Linked DNA regions of Mus musculus: region 2 is linked to region 1. A link is a contact called in public promoter capture Hi-C data. All regions are on one chromosome and are shown on one strand. Each heading gives the region's core, a stretch centred on a gene start, on an enhancer-like site or on the middle of the called end of the contact. The rest is flanking DNA. Distances are from core to core; before and after follow the strand shown.

What was found. Capture Hi-C pulls out chosen DNA fragments and counts their contacts.
Region 2: a contact with region 1 is called in a promoter capture Hi-C map of adipose tissue, with 3 times the contacts expected there. The contact joins the promoter of Fnbp1l here to the promoter of Cnn3 in region 1.

Annotation. Positions count from the first base shown.
Region 1 is chr3:121,422,551-121,428,897 of GRCm38.p6, forward strand. Cnn3 (calponin 3, acidic) reads left to right here and starts at 3,991. Exons shown (of 7, transcript NM_028044.2): 1 at 3,991-4,278. The coding sequence starts at 4,222.
Region 2 is chr3:122,617,423-122,623,769 of GRCm38.p6, forward strand. It overlaps Fnbp1l (formin binding protein 1-like), which reads right to left and starts at 2,292. Exons shown (of 14, transcript NM_153118.3): 1 at 2,108-2,292. The coding sequence starts at 2,131. It overlaps Gm43568 (predicted gene 43568), which reads right to left. Exons shown (of 2, transcript NR_166115.1): 2 at 4,827-5,559.

The DNA.
Region 1 (6,347 bases), core at 2,741-5,240:
TCACCCTTGCAGGTGGGACCGCACCCACTCACGTGCCTGTCAAGTTTGGAAGCAAATGCCTTTACTTTCTGAGCCAACTTACTCGGCTGTTTCTTTTTCTTATTGCTGGGCGTGGTGGCGCACGCCTTTAATCCCAGCACTTGGGAGGCAGAGTTCCAGGACAGCCAAGGCTACATAGAGAAACCCTGTCTCGAAAAAAACCAAAAAAAAAAAAAAAAAAAAAAGATTTACTTATTTTATGTATATGAGTACACTGTAGCCACCATGTGGTTGCTGGGATTTGAACTCAGGACCTTTGGAAGAGCAGTCCATGCCCTTAACCGCTGAGCCATCTCTCTTGCCCCACTGCCCCAAGCTATTTCTTAAAAAGTTAAACACACACCTTTCACCTGCCAGCCTTTGTTCTTGGAGGTATATATCTAAGAGAAATGAAAGCATGTCTTTGTTAATAGCTTGTTCATGAACGACTGCTGTACCTTTTTTGGTGGACCCTGTTGAGGGGTGGTTTATGATCTCCCAACTTACAATATTGTGAAAGTGACATGCATCTAGTAGAAACTGTACTGCAAATGACAAATTCTTTATATATATATATATATATGCACCCCCAAACACATACATATATACTTAAAGACAGAGAATCTCGACATAGCTCTGACTTCCTGGAACTTGCTATGTAGACAAGCTGGCCTCCAGTTCACAGAGATCTACCCACCTCTGCCTCCCCAGTGCTCACATTCAGTGGGTATACCATCATGCCCTGCCAAATTACAACTTATCTTCTCCCAGGAAAGTGCTAGGTGTTCTAAGGCTTTCTCCCAGTGTCCAGCAGCAGCAGGGATTCACGGCTCCAGCCAACCAGGCAATCCAGACAGTAACCAGCCATTCAGACCTGGTAACTCACACCTGTAATCCTAGCACTTTCGATGACACAGAAGGATTACTGTAAATGGGAGGTCAGCCTGGGCTACAGTGAGTTCTGGGCTAGCTTAGGCTATAGGGTGAGACCCTGTCGAAAAATAAAACAAAAATAAGAGGGCAACCCAGAGAGCAACTGAGGGTGATCCGTGCCCAGAGAGCAACTGTGGGCTGCTCGGCTGTGGTGTTCCATAGGTTAGGTGTGACAATTTTACTTCAATTTATGATATTTTCAATTTACTATGGGTTTATTGGGATGGAACTTCATTAGAAGTCAAAGCACAAAGAAAGATTTGTAATGGCGCCAAACTGTAATCAACTAAAAGATTCATCAGCCAGGAGGCACATCATCAGCACACAGGGTGGCTCTCTGTGCTGAACTACTACTAAATAATAAAAAGGGATGCGCTGAGGATATAGCATACAAAGTGAGTGGATGTAACGATTTGAAATTCTGTTTTTTTAAAAATTATTCTCAGAGTGTCTACAGCATGCCTACGGAGTCAAAAGGACAGGAGTTTGTTCTCTCCTTCCAGCTTTAGTGGGTTCCAGGGATTGAACTCTGGCTGTAAGGCTTGGTTGGCAAGAGCTTTACCCACTGAGCCATCCTGCCCATCCTCAAGATAATTTTGCTAAGTTAAAGAAGGCTGAAGGGTGATGGCTATATCCATTCTCTGGTTGTGATGTGTTTTATGGAGAGGGTGTGTGTGTGTCTCAAAATGTACTTTATCTGTTGTTGTTCAACAGTCTTGCCTCAATTAACAATTACTCTCAATTTTTATTTTTATTTTTTCAAATTTCACTTATTTGCTTTCAAGTGGAGGTCAGGAGATGACTTGATGGAATTGGCTCTCTTCTTCCTCCATGTGGGCTCTGGAAACTCAAGTCGTCAGGCTATGCATCCGGCACCTTTACCACAGATATTTCTTGGCCCACTTAACCCAATTCTAAAAGTCTTTACACCCCTCCCCTCTCTTTCCTTCTTTAGGACCAGCACTGGCTGGTCTTGAACTCACAGTGATCCACACACCTCTACCTCGAGGGCCCTAGGACTGAAGGAGAGCTCCCTCATACCCGCCTCCACATTCACTCTTGAACACAGCACTACTCACTCCCAGCAGCGAGTTAAATTTCCATCGTTGTGACTGCTGCCACTATCAACTGGCAGTATCATTTCACATTACGAACCTTTGAAACTCGGTAGTCCTTAAAGACAACCCTGTTAAGTACTAGAAACCACGCCTTTGATGACAGAACTGAATAACGCCCCCATGCATTCTACCAAGTACGATTTAGGCTAGCCAAGTGACACTGACCACCATTCCTTACCCACTGTGGCCAAACAGAAGCCCTGAGGTTTGGGATTCTAAAGGAGAGCTGGGGGTGGGGGGGTGAGGGTTGTAATTTCGACTTCATATCTGGCTCAAGTATTGGTTCTAAAAAGTGGGTTTGGTCTTGTGGATGACAGAGAGCCACTATCACAGGACTGGAAAAACAGCCCCAACTGCTTGTATCATCATACTGGGTCAGCTGCATCATCTTTCTGCGGAAAGAATGCCCTAATTATTCTGAGTACCTTCAGAAGCAATCAGTAAATCATTGGAAGTTACTTCACGTTTCTGCCCATTTGACTCGTTACTGCTCTATCACATTGCACCTTATAGCGTTGATGAAAAATTCTTTCAGCTGACAGAAATTCTGTGCCTTTTTCTTTTCTCTGTAGCTTAGGCAGACCTCTGGTTCTATCCCAACACAGCAATCCTCTTTGTGCTGGGATAGAGTGCTTGAGACACTATGCCACACTCCCTTATTTCTATCCCAGAAAGGTTCAACTTGGGCTATTTGGGCTTCTCTTTTCCATGCAAGTGGCTGACCCTGGTCCTGTAGTCTCTTCTGGAATGTCAGCTGTATTTGGGAAACATAAACCAACATACTGACACCCAGAGGACTAAAACCTGTCCTAGATGTGCCCCAAGACACCAAGGCAAGCGGTGACACTCTGGAGGCAGTGATAGCTGTCATTATTAGGAATCTCTGAGTTGCAGCCTTCAAGCCACTAAAACGGATCTGAAGTCTACCGAGTAAGTTTTGGGAAAGTGAATGAGCTAATCTTTCAAAGACATATAGCCCAGTGTAGTGCCAGGAACACAGGCAGGGGACAGCGTGCTCTCTGTTCTCACCTTTCCTCTATCAGTTTGCCTTTGAGATCAGAAGAAAGGAAAGGGGACGGAAAAGAATACAGAGTGCTGATTCAAAGAGATTAAAAAACAAACCAAAGCAGGTAGACTTCTCAGTCAAGGCAGTCCTCTAATTAAAAACAAATAAACTACCTAGCCTTTTGGGCTGGCTGAACCCCCGGTGAAGGTGCTTGCCAAGGGCAACTGGTGGGACTCCAGAAAAGGACCCAAAAAGCTGTACCCCCTCCCCCCAAAACCTGGCTGTGCCACAACACTTTCCCAATTTCTTTCGCTCTGCATTCAAAGTTTAGACAGGATGAGCAGGACTTTGGCAAAGAGCGTTGACCGAGGCAGAGGTCAGCCCCACAGGTGCGGCAGCTGCGTGGGGAGGGAGACTTGGCAGATGTCCACGCAGGCCTCCCCCCCCCGCCCCCGGCCTGGCACGTGGATTCGAAGGCTGCTCCCCGGGTTTCCAGCGCAACATCTGGGCGCGCTGTAGCCCGGGAGGAGACGGATGGAGTGGCCGGTCAGCGGCGGGCCAGCTCGGGGAGCTTCCTGTCCCCCTCCACCGTCGGAGCGCCACAGATGCCTGGGAGTTGATGAGAACCAAGGCGGCTGAGAAGCCCCTAGGCGCCGGGGCGGGGCGGTCGCAGCCCGCTGACCAGCGGGGAGGAGGGGCGCCGAGGTCCTAGGTGGCGTGAGGGCGGGGCCGGGGGCTGGGACCCCGCGGGAGGGAGCGCCGCGCCCGCCGCGCTGCCATTGGCCGGGAAGCCTTGGAGCAGGCGAGGGGGGAGGAGGCGGCGCTCATTGGTCGGGCTCGCCGGCCAATCCCTGGAGGCCCGGGGGTGGGTGGGGGGAGACCAGGCTGGGGGCAGAGCGTGCGGAGCCGCGGAGCGGGCAGCGAGCAGGGCAGCCGGTCCCAGTCCAGAGCGACCCGGAGCCTCCGCGGGACTCGAGTCCTAGCGAACCTCGAAGCATCATCCGCGTCCGTCTGCGGCGTTCGGGCTTCTCCGGCGCCGCGCAGGGGAGCGAGCTCGTGCATCACCCGCGCGGCCGCCGCTGGGGCTAAGAGCAGGGACACCGAGGGTGACTGACCGCTAGAACTCTTCCAGTCGTCCAAACAGCCATGACCCACTTCAACAAGGGCCCTTCCTACGGGCTCTCCGCCGAAGTTAAGAACAAGGTACGCGCGCGGGCGGGCTGGGGGTTTGCCGCGGCGGTGGGGGCGCTGGGAGCCGCCGCGGAGAGACGTCGAGGCTGCGGGAGAGAGAGATGCTCCTCGGCTCGCGGAGCCTGGCTCGCACGCGTTGGTGCTGGCTTTGTTCCCGCGCCGCGGCCCCGGCGGGCGGTGGGGGTTCCCGGACGCCTGGAGTCCCGCAGCGCCGCAGGGCCCGCTCCAAGGCTGTAGGGTGCGCCCCTCCGGGAAGGGGGCGCTCCTGAGTGGCCTGTGGCCCTTAGGCGGGGCCCTGCCTTACGGCTGGGTCTCCGGGAGTTGCCGCCCCCGCCATCCGCCTGGGCTGGGGCTGCCGCGGGACCCTGCGTCTCCTCCCATTCCATCCTGGCCCCCTCCTCCCACAAGCGAAGTTGGGCGGTTACGTGGCCAACCCGGGCCCCTCATTGTTCCTTTCCTCCTCCTCCTCCATGGGAGAGTGTCCCGCCGACCCCTGGGACCCGCGGGCGGAAAGGGAGCCCGTCGGTGGTGCCTTGATGCAATCGCCGCTGGTGCGGGAAGCCCAGACAAAGCCTGAACGCGCAGCCTGCGAGCCGGATCAGCTGTAGATGAGAGACTTAGAAATGCAATCCTGAGAAGTTTGCAGCGCGTTGAATTGTCACGATATCTCGGCAGGGTCGCTTTTGTTCGAGGTTTATTTGCTGTGGCGGGTTGCAATTTTGGAGTGATTGGAATCTGGCTGCGTTGCTTTGCTGTGTACTCATCTCAAGAATGCACCAGGGTTTATCTTTCAGACTTTTGGCCTGGAAAAGAGATGAGAGGCGCCCCCCTCCCCAAATCCTCTCTTTCCTTCCTCCCTGCCTGCATTCCAAGTCCATGACATCAGGGGTTTCGGGGAGTGGGGGTGACCAGCCAATCGGCGTGGAACTGCGCACAGACCGCTCATTGTCTCCCTTTTGCTGTTCCGGCCAAAGCGCCACAAAGGAGGGCTGCTGTGGTTTAATTCCCATTAACTTCCCGGGAGCCGAAGCATGTCAGGATTGTCACCAAGCTGTCCCACCTCCGGTAGAATAGTTTGGCATCATCAGGGCTACGAACACCCCTGGAGTTGCGGGTGGCTGGGGTGTGAAGGGAATTTCATAGAAGTAATGAAGCGTACCGTTGTTAGACCCAAGCGAGAGTGGTTTATTCTTTCCTGATGTATCTAGCGCACCCCTTTGTAGTTCATCTAGAAGATTCTAAACAGTCTTTGAAGCTAGGGACTAAATTTTATTCTGTGTTCAAAAATTGTAATCTTTGGGGGTTTTTAACCTTTTCAAATGTTTTGTCTGTATAAAAGTTTTCCTAAAGAGGCAGAAAAGTTAGTTTGGACGACAGCACTCACCAACTGAAAACTTTCTTGCAAAATAGCGGTCCTTCGAAGTTTATAGCTCCAGCTTTAGGAAGTTAAGGGCGTTGGCGTGTGAGAACTGGGTGGTTTGTGCCCGGTGCCGCTGGGCGCATGATTTGCAATTCCCTCTGGGATTCTGGCGCCCACTGAGTCTCTTTACCTTTGCATTGTAAATGAGGGACTGGTGACTTTGGCAGCCCTACAAGTGACTTGACTTTTCCTGGTTCTTGGTATCCAAGCTGGCTTTCTTTTTGCTGACTGGAGTCATTGCTTCTCCCCCTTGTAGTTCATATTGAGCCAACAACTCCAGGAAATGCAGAGACTCAGGCTGGATGGATCACTGTAACTGTAAGAGTTGGAAACAGTAACTCCTCAGGGTTTTTTGGTTTTTTTTCTTGTTGTTTTCGAGACAGGGTTTCTCTGTCTAGCCCTGGCTGTCCTGGAACTCACTTTGTAGACCAGGCTGGCCTCGAACTCAGAAATCCACCTGCCTCTGCCTCCCTAGTGCTGGGATTCAAGGTGTGAGCTACCACGCCCGGCAACTCCTCAGTTTTTTTAAGACACTTTGGAATGTTGTTAAGGCTGGAGGGATTAAACGCCAAGCCCATTTAAAAGAACGAAATAAAACGAAACATCCCCATTCATTTATGTAGGGGTGTCACCCAGGACCCTTTCCTAAAAATTCCTTTTG
Region 2 (6,347 bases), core at 1,042-3,541, 1.2 Mb after region 1:
TTATATTTTGATGTGATTTTTCCAGACATCAAATTCCCAATAACAGACAGTATAGGTGCTTGTATTATATTGCAACCTAGGGGAAAACACAATCCTCGCTCAAAGCTGTAAAACAAAGACTAGAGGCACGGCTCAACAGCTAAGAACCTGTACTGCTTTTGCAGAGAACCTAAGTTCAAATCCCACCACCCACATCGACAACAACTCACAAGCACCTGTAACTCCAGCTTCAGAATCATGTCCTCTTCTGGCCTCCTTAGGCACCGATGCACATGCATGCACATGCATGCAGATTAATCCAATGGCTAAGAGCATTTGCTGCTTTTGCAAAGCACCTGAGTTTGGTTCCCAGCATTTGTGATGAGCCTCATAAGTGTCTGAGCTACAGCTCCAGGAGATCTGATGCCCTCTTCTGGCTTCTTTGCCAGATATACCCACAGTCAGTCACAAATAAATACATGAATTTAAAATTAAAAATAAGGGGCTAGAGATACGGCTTGCTGTCTAGTATGTGCGAGGTCCTGGGTTCAATCGCCAGGCACCAAAGAGATAAAAAATGTTGTAAATAGAAAATAAAACTATACCCATCTCCATTCACTGATGACACTGTAACCATCACAGAATGTACGTTTAAAAGGGAAAACCCTTAGTCCCAGCAACTGGAGAGAGTCAGGTGGATCTCTGAGTTTAAGGACAGCCTGGTCTATATTACGAGTTCCAGGCCAGCCATGTTTATAGTGAGACTGTCTCAAACAAACATAAAAGTAAATGGGAAAGGACCAATAATGCCTGAAATTCTAACTGATGTTACATGATTCGTTTACAAATGACGCTCACCATTATCAGAACAATCAAGTGGAGAGGCTCCTGAGGTATTTTGTCTTGATGGTTATGTTTGCAGACTGGGCAAACACTTCTGCAGAGTGCTACAGGACAGATTCCTGGGGCAGGGTTAAGTGGGTGACTAGATGAGCTTTTAAGTGTCACTTCTAAAATTCCCAATCTACAGCACGTGGAAAAGGAGAAAACATTCGGCCTCGCGACTAAACGATCTGTTTCGAATCCCAGTGAGCGTACATACTCGAAACTTGTCCCTCCTCTCCCGCTACAGAGATTCCCGGAGATTTTCGCAAACAAAGGCACGGAAAATATGCACAGGTGGGATAAAAAGGGGAGTGGCAGAGGCCAGGCGGCGCTCGCTCGAGACAGCGCCCCCACGCCGCCAATTTTCCCGGCCGCACCTGAGAAATCACTGCCATGCACACCTCCACCCTCAGGTGACGGCGTCCGGAGCGAATTCCTCGACCTATAACCCTCCGCCTGCACCTTGGTCGGACATTGGGTATTGTCTGCAGCCTCCAGCGCCCAGGAAAGGCACGGAAGAAAGAGAGAGAGAGAGAAAAAAGAGAGAGACAGACACACACACACATACACACACGAGAGAGAGAGAGAGAGAAAGAGAGAGAGAGAGAGAGAGAGAGAGAGAGAGAGAGAGGAGAGAGAATAAAGAACGAGAGGGAAATCAAGCGATCGGCAAGCCGCGCGCTCCTTTCGCCAAAATGAGCGTCCCTTCCTCGATCCCACTACCTAATTCGGGTCACAAAAGCAGACCCGCCAGCCCAGAGAGGCTGCAACCGGAGCTGGCCGGCGCGGAGTCGCGGGCGCCCTAGGTCCCGAGCAAGGAGGCAGCAAGAGAGGGAAATGGGCGTGTGGGTTGGGCCTGGCTGGCCCCAGGCCGGGCTGGGAACAAAGCCGCCCGGCTCCCCCTACCTGGAGCTGGGGCGTCGCCCAGGCGCGCGGCGCGGGGATCCGAGCGGCGCCCCTTCGGGACAATGGCTCCCTCCCCCGCCGTCGGGCGCGCGGTACAAAGGCGCGGCGCCCGGCCGGGCACCCGTCCGCAAAGTCAGGCAGAGGCTGGAGAGGGGACGGCAGCGGCCGTCCAGGGCTGCGGCCCGGGCCCCTCGGAGGGAGCCCCAGGCAGCCGCCCCGTCGCCTCCCCGCCCGCAGCCGAGCGGGCTCTCGCGGCACAAAGAGGCGCCGGAGTCCGCGGCGCGCCAAGCCCGGGGCTCCCGCCGACGGCGCGAGCCGCTCTGCTCCCCACACTCACCCACAGCTCGGTGCCCCAGCTCATGGCGGAACCTGAGGCGACTGGCGCCGGCCGGCTGCTCCCGCTGTCCTCTCTCGTCCCGACTTTCCCCTCCTCAGCGTCTGCCTCGAAAGCTGCCGCCACCACCACCGGGTTCCCCAGTGAGTGAGAGAGACACGACTGAAGCGAGCCGCCGCCGCGTCCCCGCCTCCCGGCAGCGGGGAGGGAGGGAGGGAAGGAGGGAGGGAGGGGGCCGGGGCCGAGGGGAGGCGGGACGGCGGGGAGGGGGCGGGCCGCGGTGCACCCTGGGATCGGGGCGGGCCCGCACTCGCGCGCGCGGGGGCCGGCGGGGGTCTCCTCCGAACAGCTCGCCCGGGGCGGGGATCCTCGGACCCTCGGCGGCGTCCGCTCCGGCCTCCGGGCTCAGCAAAAGCCGCACTCAGACTCCCGCTCCAAGATGGAGAGCCAGGGAGGACGCCCACGGTCCCTGCCTTGCTCGGAGACCCCCCCCCTCAAAGGAGGCGACCCCACACGTCAGCGTTCTTTGCGGAGCCCTGACAAAGAAACCACGTCCAGACGTTGGAGCAGAGGGGTGTGTGCGTGTGTTTAGTTAAAAAAAATCTGCCTTCGTAAGGTAACTTCTCCGTCCAGGCTTGGCGCTTCAGCCTGGGATCCCCGGGAACCACAGACCTGTAGAGGTCAAACGTCCAATGTGAATGCAACGTGTCACACGACGTGTCTGGTTTTTGTTTTTGTTTTTAATAAAGCATTTTGATTTTATTGTAAGTTCTTTCGGGAAACCTTTTTTTCTTTTTTTTAAGAGGCAAGCGATCCCGTAATCTTTTGGGGACGTTGCCATGGTAAAAGATAAGACTTGGTGGAAAGCGAACCCGACTGACACCTGCAGGAGGTGAGACGCTGCTGAGCTTGCCTGAATTCTAGGCTCGTGGCTACCTCCAGGGACCGGTCTCTCCCTCCTCACAGCCCTTCAACAACCTGTTCAGAGCCTGAGGCGTCTCTTGCCTCCGATAGGAATCTTGGCTGCAGACGACCTCTTGCTTTTAGCTGTGCTGAGTTATTTCCCAGCCTGCCTCCACTGGCAGTCAGCAAGTTTGGCTGGTGCTACTAGATACCGCGTACAGTCTGCTCACTAACTCCCCAGCATATGCTTTAGTATTAATTGCTTGTCGCTTAAAACACACACATTTTCACTCTAGAACCAGTAGAGTACTCTTCAGTGAGTCATGACAACTGAATGCTTCAAGGTCCCCCCACCAACGGACGTCTTATCAGCCTTGAAACTCCTCCCTACGGGACCGGGACCGGGACCAACACAGGTGTTCCAGCTTCTTCCGCCCCAGCCTTCCTGTTTACCTAGTTCTGCTCCCCATTGAAGTCCAGGCAAATAGCCAGAGCTCTCCAGGCAGTCTAACCACCACTCACCAAATTCTTTGCTATCCTTTTCTGAGGTAGGCTGAGCAAATGAATACTCTCTTCTAATTAGGTTAAGGCCGGTCTTTTTTTTTTTTTTTTTTTTTTTTAATGTTCTTTGAAAGTCGCTGAAGCCAAGTGTGATGACGCACACCTGTAATTTTAGTGCTCCGGAGGGGAGAGGCGTAACTACAGGAGTCAGAGGCTAGCCTGGGTTACAGAGTGTGCAGTGGTTGGAGGGTGGGGGTGGGGTGTTGGTAAGAGAGAATATCTTCCTAAGAAATAACTTCTTTCCACCATTTTTCTGGATTTCTCTATTTCAAAAAGGCCTGTCTCTGTCAAAGTATGTCTTCTAACAGTCACCTCTCCGGTCTCACTCTCACTCTCTAGATAGTATGAAGTTACTGTAGCAATGTCTCCTTTAGAGCTATTCCAGTTCTAAGATGTAACTTACCTACGCTCTGCCGTGGAAGCTAAGAAAGACCTAAGGACCATAATTCAAACCAAAATTACACCTCTAAGAGGCAGAGAGCAGGTGAATCTCTGAGTTCAAGACAACCTGGTCTACATGTGGAGTTCCAGGATAGCCAGGGCTACATAGACCGTGTCTCAAAAAAAAAAGTAAAATAAGCTATTAGTCATATTAACACTATACTATCAACATAATTCCCCAATAAAGCATAAAGTTTTGTCTTCAAGCTGAGCCATTTTCCTTTCCCTAAAACTTCTGAATAGGACTTCACAATTTAAACAACTCACTGCCTTAAAAGTAAAAGCAGATTTTGAGCTGAGGTTATGGGTAAAGCACTTGCCCAGCGTGGATGAGACCTTGCTTAGAGTTCAATTTTCAGGTCTGGAAAAAACAACGACAAAAAACACAGAACCCTAGATTTGAATTAACTAAAACCCAAGCAGCTGGCTACACCTGTGCTACACAGTGTAATTTTTAAAAATTACATCATCAGTTTTAACTACTGTAGCCTGGTCTGCCATGTTCAACATCTTGGGCACCACAAAAATAAAATCAAGTTCTTACAATACAGGAATAAAAGTGTCTATTGTTATATTTTGTTTTAAAAACTAATATTAATCAAAAGTAAAAACATATACTATCTAAGTCCTTGTTCCTAAAATAGTTGATATTTAGCTAGGCAGAGATGTTTTACACACACAAATGCTATTTGTCATGCAGCCAAATGCTATTTCACAGAGGTTTTGTGGGGGAATTTGGGGTTTTATTATCATTGTGTGTAGTATGTGTCTTAGTTAGAGTTTTACTGCTGTGAACAGACATCATGACCAAGGCAACTCTTATAATGACAACATTTAATTGGGGCTGGCTTACAGGTTCAGCGGATCAGTCCTTTATCAAGGTAGGAACATACCATTGCCCAGGCAAGCATGGTGCAGGCAGCGCTGAGAGTTCTTCATCTCTATCTGAAGACTGTTAGAAGACTGGCTTCCAGGCAGTTAGGACAAAATTCTTATAGCCCACACCCACAATGACACACTTCCTCCAACAAGGCCACACCTACTCTAACAAGGCCACACCTCCTATTATTGCCACTCTCTGGGCCAAGCATATTTAAACCATCACTGCGTGCATGATGGTGGTGCATGCTCCAATGTCCATGTAGAGGTGAGAGGACTGCTGTGGAGTCGGCTCTTTCACCTCTGCATGCGTCCTATCCATCAATGGTGCACCTCCAGGCTTACACTGCAGTCAACTTTGCCTGCTGAGCTATCGCACCAGCCCAGCCAAGCAGGTTGTATTAGTCAGGGTTCTCTTGAGTCACAGAACTTATGGGATGTCTCTGTATATTAAGGAATTTATTGGGATGACTTACAGTCTGTAGTCCATCTAACCCAACAATGGGCAGCTGTGGATGGGAAGTCCAAGGATCTAGTAGTTGCTCAGTCCCACAAGGCTGGGTGTTTCAGCTGCTCTTCTGTAGAAGTAGGCTCCAACAGATGTGCTGGCAAGTAAGTGCAAGCAGTTGAAGAAGAGTGAATCTTCCTTCTTCCAATGTCCTTATGGAGGCCTCCAACAGAAGGCCCAGATTAAAGATTAGATTTACTACCATGCCTGGATCTGGGATTTGCTTTGTCCCAGCCTGACCTTGAACTCAGAGATCTTCTTACCTCCTGAGAGTAAAGGCGTGTACTACCTTGCCTGGGTCTAAGCTTTTCAAGGCCTCTATGCCTCAAGATCTCTATGCCAAGATCCAGGTCAGAAACTTGTATCTTCCGGCCTCAAGATCTGGATCCCAGGTGAGCCCTCCATTTCTGGATGATAGTTCATTCCAGATATAGTCAGGTTGACAACCAGGAATGGTCATCACACTGGTCAAGCTATTTGTACGTTTTCATAGTCATTTTTGAGTAGTTTAAATTAACATCATTTCCATCTTTAAATTTCCAACTCATGATTGTGAATATTTTTAGTGTAGCAAGGGTATCATCTACTGTGGATGCTCTGGATGCTATCCCTAGTCTACCTGGAGGCCTAAACTTTACAAAACTGTTCTGGCGATTGTACCTTTTTGCTACTTAACGTATTGGCAGTGAATCAAATCATGGTTTCTGTTTCAGAGTGCAGAAGTTTTGAAGGTAAGCAACACTACGAAAGAACCAAGGGAATGACTCTTCTACACATATTTACTCCAGTGAGTAAACGGTAAAACCCTACATTACTACAGAAGCACTGTTGCAATGTTAATCATTTTTACAGTCTCTCTCTCTCTCTCTCTCAAAAAAAAAGTCTTAAGTAGGTCGTGATGACATCCAATAGCTCATAGCTAAAGTAAACCAGGCAGTCTTGAACTCCTGA